Linked DNA regions of Mus musculus: region 2 is linked to region 1. Evidence: chromatin contacts called from public Hi-C data. All regions are on one chromosome and are shown on one strand. Each heading gives the region's core, a stretch centred on a gene start, on an enhancer-like site or on the middle of the called end of the contact. The rest is flanking DNA. Distances are from core to core; before and after follow the strand shown. Region 1 has its middle 14 kb from the start of Gm30420. Region 2 has its middle 24 kb from the start of E330032C10Rik.

Region 1 (4,424 bases), core at 831-3,330:
CTGACCTCTGCTCCCCGACCCAGGTTAACAGCCATGTCTGTGGCCTTCTCAGTGCCCGAGGAATGCTATGGTGGCACACACAGTATAGTTTTAATGTTCCTAATGAATACAAATGTTACATACCTAGTAACATTCCTGACTGGCCTTGTTGGCTTTGGGAATGTGTCTGCTATGCCTATGTGCTGCCTCTTGGATCCCTAGTCCTGGACCATTTTCTGTCTTGTGGAAATTTTCTCTGTGATAGATGTGAGCAAGCTGAGTTTTGTCTGATACTTGCTTTCTCTCTACCACTTTCTAAGCATTTCCTGTAATTTTCCTTGATCTGTCTGACAGTTCATGTCCAGGAGATCCATTATTGTCCTGATTTAGCAGTTTCACCGTGTCCTTCTTTTCACTGAAAAAGAAAAAGAAGCCAGCTAACAAGAGATCCTAGGGGCCAGAGCGATGGCTCAGTGGGCAAAAGAACTGCTGAGCAAGCCTGAGTACCTAAGTTCGAGGCCTTAGAACATAATAAAAGCTCAGAGCCAATGTGCGGGTGTTTATAATTCCAGTGATACCATGAGTAGATGGGAAGGAGGATGGGAGAATTTTGACCTAGATCAGAATACAAACAGAAGAAAACAACAGAGACTCTGCTGTAAGTGAGAGGTGACAACTGACTGACACTCAAGGCTGTCCTCTGACTTCTACATGTGTGTCATTATCTGAACATGCACACATACGAACACACATACACATGCACACATGAACACACACATACACACAAACACAAACATATATACACATGAACAAACACACTAACACACATATATGAACACACATACACACACATGAACACATACCCACAAACACAAACATATATACACTCGAACAAACACACTGATATACACACATACGTGAACTACACACATACACATGAATGAACATACCCCCCCCACACACACACACATCCACACAAACACAGATCTTGGCGCATCAATCCCTTGGAGAGGTGACCCCCAAAGGTGACCCCCAAAAGTCTTTCTGTCTGGGACCCCCTTTGGTCCACTCCACCATGAAGCCTCTTCTCTGGCCCCACTTTAGAGGTTTGGGGGATGTTGAACAGTGAGTATGGTGTGTGGCTGCCACGGCGATCTGTTCTCATTACGGAAAACTTCCAGCACAGAGAGAAACAAATGGGATAGTGGCGCGAAACCACTGAGGCTTCGACAGGTGTCTTTCACTTCTTAGCTCCGGTTCATCTGCTCTCCTGCCCGGGCCGTGCTGCTGCCGCATGTTTTATCCGTAGCTGTCTTAGTCTGCATTTCCAGAACATCAGGGTCCTTAAGAAGCCTTAACTGTGATATCTCAACACGTTAAAAGCCAGACAATTCTTTAATACAGTCATGTTCAAATTTGTCCAATTTTCTCATTGTTTTACGGCTTGGAAATTTATTTCTCAATATTTGTTTTGGTAGAAAACTTGTCAAAGACTTAAAAGTAGTTTATCAGTGTTAATTTTTTTTTTCGTGTCAAGGATTCATCCAGGGAGCTTGTTAAAATGAAGATTTTCAAATTCCACTTGGTTGTAGAGGCCCCAGATATTCTCTTATCTGTGCATCTCTATCAGAACTCTGGCCACTTTTCCTGTCCTTGTTAAACTTTTTGTCCTTCCTTTTTTAAGTGCCTTCTTATGTTGTTATATATTGTGATTTAGTTGCAGGGAATATATATATATATATATATATATATATGTATATATATATATATATATACATATATACACACACACATATATACATATACATACACACACACACATATATATGTATATATATACACACACACACACACACATATGTATGTATGTATGTATAAAATATCTCCTGCTCTCCTTGTCTGGCATTTGCTTCTGCCTGGAACAGGCTCTATGGCACCCCTTACCCCTCTTCCCTTAATTGTCTCCCATCCATCTTGGGGTGCCTGGCTTAGCACTGTGTCCTCTCTCTTGCCTTCTCTAAGTATGATTGTGGGTCAGATGTGCCTCCTGTCTCCTCTCCAGGGCCTCATCTTTCCTTCCACAACAGCAGCTTTGTCACAGTTCCTGGCCCTGCTCTTCTAGAAGACCAAAAACTCCCTGAGAGACTCTGTCATCTTGTTTACCCATGTAGGCCAAGACCCACCACGGACCTGGCCCACAGCCAGGGTTTGGCAAATCATCATGGAAACGGAAACCAAATTCAGATGAAAGTTTATTTCAGCCACATAAACTAGGGACAGATCCACTAACAGAAAACACCCAAGCTTTGACTGTGTACTGTATAAAATCTCAAGCATTCTCATGTCTGGGCAAAGCACACACTTTAAACATCTATTTACGGGATGTTTTAAATCACATTTGCTGGCTACGTGCTGTCTTTTCTTGGCATCCACGGAGAGCTATGCAACAGTTATCATTGAAGAATTGAGAACAGCAAAAAAAGTTTCATCCATTAACTTAGTTCTTTCCTTTCATTGGGGAAAGGTGCTCACCCTCCATATGTATATCTGGATCAAGGAATGGCAGCCATGTTCCCTCTTCAAATAGAGTCTCCTGGTGCCATTGCTTAAAGAGACGTCTCCAGCCTTCCCCCAAGCACACAGTTCTTTCCTGTCACCTTTCCCTGCTTCTATGAAGCACCTTCTCAATGTGAGATTACCTATTTGTTCTTGATTCTCCCACTTACTGCTGGCACCCTCCCCTTATAACTCTGGGAGGATGCTGGAGGGGGACTCCAAGCACTCCAAGTACCTTCTTCTAGTCAGCTCCTGGAAGGTCTACCATTCTCTTGAACCTGACTTGGAGTAATTCTCTAATCATACTCTGCTCTGAAAATTAGCCATTCCTTCTGCTTCTGCTGAGAAGTCGGGGCAGGTAACATTTTCAGAGAACTTTCAGTGTCCAATCCTGATATAAGGTTGTTTTTCCTAAACTTTCTCAGCCATTAGAGAGCTACAGCATTGCCTCGTCCTGTTTGGACTTTTGTTTCTCACAACCATTCGATCCTCTAACTCTTCCATGTGTACCAGAAAATGGACAGAGAGCACAAGGCAGCCTGTATTCACCTTTTCTGTGTGGTGGGCTAAGAGTCACTTTGTGCTGGGAGCCCTGGAGCCCAGGAGAAACGGCTTGCAGTTTCCTCCTCCGGTCACCAGGGGGAGATGTACATTCCAGAGTCCTCCCCCAATGCTCTTTGGGAAGCTGGGAAAGTAGATAGTGTGTCCCTCCTTGGACATCAAGCTGCACACAGGCAGAAGGACCTCATGATTACATAAACACATTAAATGGAGACCCACAGCCCTTCAGAGACTCACAGGCAGTCACCAGTGGGGAGGCAGGGCAGGAAGTGGTTTCGAGAACCACTCCCTCTGCTTTATAGACCAGAAAATAAAGGAACCTCTCTGGTTAAAATCAGAACCAGCTAGAACGCACTCTGCCCATTCTCCCTTCCCGTTCCACTATGCTGATCCATCTTTGATTCTGGCGTATTCTGGGTGTGGGTATCTCCCGGTGTGGAGAATGGCTGGACACAGACCAGATTCCCCTGGAAGACAATCACGGAGAAGGCAGGGAGGGAATTTAAGACTCGATTTTGAATGCCTTGCCTTGGATCTTGATGTTTAATAGTTTTGGGACGAGGCCAGGGCCCCAGACTCAAAGTCACAATCATAATTTGGTATGAGTATCTCTGTACTGCTTTGCAGCATTAAGGATTTGATGAGGTAATCCTAGCACACACCTAACAACGCTGAGACACACCGTAGATAAGCGCTGTTTAGTCAAAATTGAGTTTTGAACAGACTGGCAAAACCGAGGGCAGAGGTGGGACAGTATATGTCCACAGGGTTTCTCCAATCATTACAAATAATCCCGAACTCTCACAGTGCCGATACAGCTAGTGTTTCGGGTCTCCTTTAGCGAAGCATTTGCTTCGTGCTCGTGGAATGCTCTGCTCTTCGATGCTGCCATGACCATGGCCATCTCTGGGGAGTCGGCGTTGGTTCTCTGAGCCGCTTGCACCCCAGGACACGAAGTTCAGTATCCCCAGCTCTTGACTTGATTATGGCTTCAGGAAGGACGCCTCTTTAGGATGTTTTGTGCATATTCAGCAGCAGGGCAGCTACCGTGATATATGTGACACTCCTAGGAGGCATTGACAGGTTTGACTATACACAATGTTACTCTAGCCCAACGGAACCCAGACTGGCTAGTACCATGATGAGGCAAGGTCATAGGTCAGGTACCAAGGCATTCAGATTATTTCCTCCCTGCTACAGGTGCACGAGGCTGAGCAACCATCTGGGAACAAGGAAAAAGGGGTCCAGTGACACCCATTCACTCTCCTGAGAGACTAGCCCAGATGCATAGGCTCTGGATAGTGGGTCGTCCATGTCTTCTGCGGGAT
Region 2 (5,111 bases), core at 2,521-5,020, 260 kb before region 1:
TCCCCTATTACCTGCCAAGTCAGGCCTACAATAAGCCACTCAGCCCACGTCCTCACCTCAGGTAGAAGATGAAGTGGGAAACACAGACTGTTCCATCCATAGTCATCATTAAATCATTAATAAGAGTGCAGGCAATATGAAAGCAAGCAGTCACCTATTCTACTTGCCTGAGGGATCTCAGATCTCCAAATTCTCTAGCCACGGGTCTTTGGGTACAGAGCTGGGACAGGTGGTAGCATGTATTTAGCTAAAATGAAAGGAGTGATGGAGAAATACAAGTCTCTTGGAGCCTCACTCCCAGTCAGGCTGAGGCCCCTATTTTCCCTATGATAAATCAGTTGTTAGGTCGAAAAATGTCCACTCTCCGTATCTGTTGTATCTGTTGCTTCTCCTCCTCTCTGTGCCTGTAAACTGTCCTCTGCTTTTGGCTGGGGCCATAGCATAATCTAGGGGCTACAGGTGTGCTAGAGTAGACTTTCCAACACTCGATCTCTCCACAGGCAAGCAGACCAGATCGGAGGAGGCTGGATCCTGCAGACCAGCATTTTGTAGCCTTAGGAGGCTTTATTTGGTGTTTCCATTATACAATTAAAATGATATCAAGTTTGCGTTTAATATGATATATATATATAGAGAGAGAGAGAGAGAAGAATTTTATGTTTCTTCTATATATTTATATGTATTTATATCATATACAGTTCTTAGGGTTTCCATTGCTGTGAAGAAACACCATGGCCAAGGCCACTCTTATAAGGACAACATTTAAGTGGGGACTGGCTTACAAGTCCTCAGGTTCAGTCCATTATCACCAAGGCAGTAACATGGCAGCATCCACGCAGGCATGGTGCAGGAGGAGCTGAGAGTTCTGCATCTTGATAGGAAGGCAAACAGGAGAAGACTGTCTTCCAGGCAGCTAAGAGGAAGGTCTCAAAGCCCACCTCCACAGTGATATGCTTCCTCCAATAAGGCCATACCTACTCTAATAAAGCCACACCTAATTGTGCCACTCCCTGGGCCAAGCATATTCAGACCACCACAATAGATATAGAAAGATATATATTATAAAAAGAAGAAACATATATTTATATATAATTTCATATATAGACTTATAGCATATATATACAGCATAAATAGCATATAGAAAGATTTATATCATAGAAAGAAATAATATATTTTATATATTAATTCTATATTTTTTTCTTCTTTCTCTGGAAAATTAGAAAAGCACCTATTTTCCAAGTGCCCGTTTTTTGTCCCTCTTGGCCATATTGCATTCCCATGGAGTACAACTGCATTAGTGTAGTTCACTTTCCAGAAAGGCTATCGAAATTCTGTGTGCTGTGAAAGTAACAGAAACCCATGTATAGCCACAAGAGCAAGGCAGAGACCCAAAACCAGGATCCATTCTTGCAGTACAGACCTGTGAACTGAGATGTATAGGAAAAGGCAGCCATGTGGGAGATGGAGGAAGGCTGTATCCCTTGTTCCTCCTCCTGGGTGGTGGGTCTTAGGCGCCACAGGGTACAAGCATCACTGGCTACCTTAGGAAAGATGCTGATTCCAGGTCCCCTGCCTCACTAGGATGTTCATCCACAGGGGCTGCAAGCAGAGCTGGTGGTTGGCACACTGGAAAGGGTACTGAGGTGGATGCTGGTACGGTCCCAACTTGATTCAGAGAGAAACGTGTTTTTTGACCTTTCCAAGTCATCCTGAAATGCAAAACATGAGCGTGGAGTCGGGAATACATAATCAAAAGCCATGTTTTAGCCTAAGACCTTAAACTAAATAGATCATGGAGAAATATTCTTTAAGAACAGGGGTCAGGGCAAACGAGGGCAACTTTGAGGACCCAAACCAAAGTATTCCTGCTTAAGACCTACCTCCCGGAAGATACCATTAAAAATAGAAAATACATTCCTAAGGAAAAGGGGATGTTTTGATATTTCGGAGAGAAATTATTTATAGTCTATAAGTAGTGCAGCCCTTTGGGCACACAAACATAGAGAATCATTCTCTAGAATGTGACCAGGTGGAATTTATGCAAAGGATGATGCAGGTACACACAGCCATCTGCCAAATCACTCAGAAGACTCCAGACTAGAGCAAGCATCACCAAAAGCATCATGACCTACTATGTGGGCAATACTTCAGCAACCGTCTAGCCAGCATGAGAACCTGTCCCTGCACACAGAGAGATAGCATGAGGATATATTCCTGCACACAGAGAGATAGCATGAGGACCTATCCCTGCATGCAGAGAGTTGACCCTACTGGCTACTTCCATCTTTGCCAATCCCCAAATGGAGGCATTGCTTGGTCCCCAGGAATGCCATGAATGAATTAGCAGTGGTTCACAATCTGTGACATCCTGAGCAGCTTGAAAATAGACACTGCTTGCAGGTCGTAACACTACTGGGACATGTGCATCTTTCATTGGGTGGCAGTCACTCGCTATCTCTGCAGGTCGCTGCTACTACTTTCTCTGCCGGCTCCTTTCTGCATGCCGCATGCACATGTGCCACCTCATTAATCTTCAAACTGCCCAGAGCAGCTAGCGGAGTGGAGGATATGGGGAGTGACTGCAGGCTTCTTTGATCCAGGACAAACATGGCACTCCTCTTTGCTCGGAAGGCCAGAGGGGACTAGAACATGGTTCCAGAAGAAGCAGGCCCATACAGGCTCTAAGTGTCTCTCCGTGAGGCTGGTACGCAGTGGGAGGACATTCACGGACAATGTTTCCTAAAGGAAATGTGCAATTTCGTGACTGGATCAGCTTGAAGTCTCTGTGCTTGATCGATAGGGATGATGAAGAGGGAGGCTGAAAACCAGGGTGAGGATGCGGCTAGTGGATAAATGTTTTTTAACTCGGATGAGATATCTGTCAAGGTAGAAATAAAAAAAGGTACAGAGAGATCCTTTTCTAGGCCTGTTGAGTGAACATCTTGACCATATGCAGGCAGGCAGGCAGGTCAGTAGGTGTCTGGAATGGAGATGTTAATCATACAGGGCTGCCTAATCAGAAGGAGTCCAGAAAGGCAGTGAGCTCAGTGGGCTATCTGAGTCCAGAGGAGCCACACAGTCAGTAGACTAGAACCTGAAAGTCAGGCATAGCCACAGAATAAAGTCGACTAGAATAAAGCTTTTGATAGACACCTGCCCCGGCAAAACTGAAGTCAGAGAAGCGCTCAGGACAGGCCTACTCAAGGTCAAATCTCCTGAGCCATTGGACCATAAATATTTATTTTTATGATTAAAAAATGTACATGTATAAAGATGTTTAAACAGACTTTCAGTATAGATTTTTATTTTTTATTATATGTATGGGGAGCAGGTATGTGCATCTGAGTGTGGGTGCCAACAAAAGATGGAACAAAACATTGGATCCCCATAAAACTGGAGTTACTGGTAGCTGTGAGCCGCCCAACATGGGTGGTGGGGATAAAACTCCGGTCCTCTGGAAGAGGTTCAAGAGTCTGGCCTGAGTCACTGAACTTTACATTTCTTGGGTTGCCTGAGTCTGCCATGTATTACAACATGGCAGAACTCATGCATAGATGTTCCAGCAGTTCCAGAAAAGAAGTCCAGGGAAACTTAAAGAAAGCGTGAAGCCAAAATGTACTTATCAGGGAAGAAAAACCTATGAGAAGCAGGCTATATCAGGCTGTAGCTGGGATATGCCCTCTTGGTTGGTGATCATACCAGCTGATGAGCACCAGCCAACAGAGAATTGGTGTCTTTATACTTCCTCTTTGTGGTCTAGAGGCATGAAACGGTTTGTGAAGAGAGGGGTGGTATGTTAAACTGTCTTCCTGTGCCACGCCACGCTGAACAGAAGCCACTGTGTAAAACCTTTGTAGCCAGAAGGGGTCGAATGTGGGCCATATTGGCCACCAAAGGCTTCCTGGAGAAGGCAGAGTGTACACAAACCTGCAGAATCCCTAGGTACGACAGCGTTCACCCTGTTAGTTGGGGGTGGGGTCAACAAGCAAGGAAGCAAGGACACTTCAAAGTCCAAGATGGCTCCAACTACCATCTGTGGGACACAGGAAAAAGGAAAGTTGTCCTGTGTCCCTCTCCTCCACCACTCCTCCAGCTTCTTTTGCCAGTGGGAGGGTTGGGTTTGGTTACACGGATGGCCGGTCAGAAGTCTGAGCTGGTTTCATTTGAGCTTTTTTTGTTTTTTGTTTTTTGTTTTTACTTTGAAGGGGTTAGTACAGGAAGATAGGCAAGGGATGGAACACTTCTTGTTTTCTTCTGTAGGGTCAGATCTGCCTCCCCTGTACAGCCATTGGGCAACACGGCCATGGACCCTCCACAGGCTGTGTGACATTTGTTGTATTATGTCCCACTTCGGGTTTAATGCCATATTTATCTTATTAGAATTAAATAGCACAAATTTATTTATTGTCTTAGAGTTCCTTGGTCAGAAGTGAGACTGGGTGTCCGGCATGGTATATTTTTGGGTAGACGCCCTATGGTGGCATCCATTTTCTTGCCTCTTTTCATCTTCTAGAGACAACCTGTGTTCCTCCACACTTCTCCCCTTCATCCTTCAAAGCTGGTGAAAAATCTAGTCTCTCAAATCTCATAGCAGTAACCTTCTCTTTAACATCTATCTTCCATGGGAAAGGTTCCACATGCCTTTCCTTCTGTTACTGGAATGACTAGTCTGACTTTATAAGCAGAAAGGATGGTTGAGAACCCATTTCTGGGGTTCCAAGGCACTGGCACTCACTGGTTCTGATGGGACTGTCATGGTAGGTGACAGGAACATGTTTGTGAGGGGAAAAAAAATCACACACACCCCTCAAACAACAAAGCAGCAATGTAGAGACTGATTTAGGCTTCTCTAACAACTGGGTCTAGTGAGAGTTCACTCCACAACTCCCATGTTCCCCCTAGGGGCAGAACCCCAGTGACATAAGAATTCCTACTAGCTCCTGCCTCTTCCATAATGTTTCCCTGCCATTTCCAGGCTGTGAGCTCTCAACACGTGAAGCCTGGAAGGAGGCACACCACATTCAATCCGCAGATGGACCCTTGCTCTTCCATTGGCTTACCCTACCTCATCCAGATGACCACCTCCTCATCTGCGGGGCAGTCAGGTAGCA

The links. A called contact is a pair of places that touch in the nucleus more often than the background predicts.
Region 2: a Hi-C map of CD8 T cells shows a contact between it and region 1, with 2.3 times the contacts expected there. The contact joins two enhancer-like sites. A contact is called at or near these places in 3 of 484 Hi-C or Micro-C datasets (B cells, CD8 T cells and nephron progenitors) and 2 of 115 datasets of contacts at active chromatin or transcription factors (astrocytes and large pre-B cells).

What each region holds. Positions count from the first base shown.
Region 1 is chr17:73,007,932-73,012,355 of GRCm38.p6, reverse strand. No RefSeq gene overlaps it. Among named protein-coding and RNA genes, the nearest start is that of Gm30420, 14 kb to the left of the region's middle. Within about 2 kb of position 2,080, at least 66 of the 459 cell types and tissues checked have an H3K27ac peak or open chromatin away from gene starts, as enhancers often do. A contact at or near this core is called in CD8 T cells, where this site is marked.
Region 2 is chr17:73,272,695-73,277,805 of GRCm38.p6, reverse strand. No RefSeq gene overlaps it. Among named protein-coding and RNA genes, the nearest start is that of E330032C10Rik, 24 kb to the right of the region's middle. Within about 2 kb of position 3,770, at least 82 of the 459 cell types and tissues checked have an H3K27ac peak or open chromatin away from gene starts, as enhancers often do. A contact at or near this core is called in CD8 T cells, where this site is marked.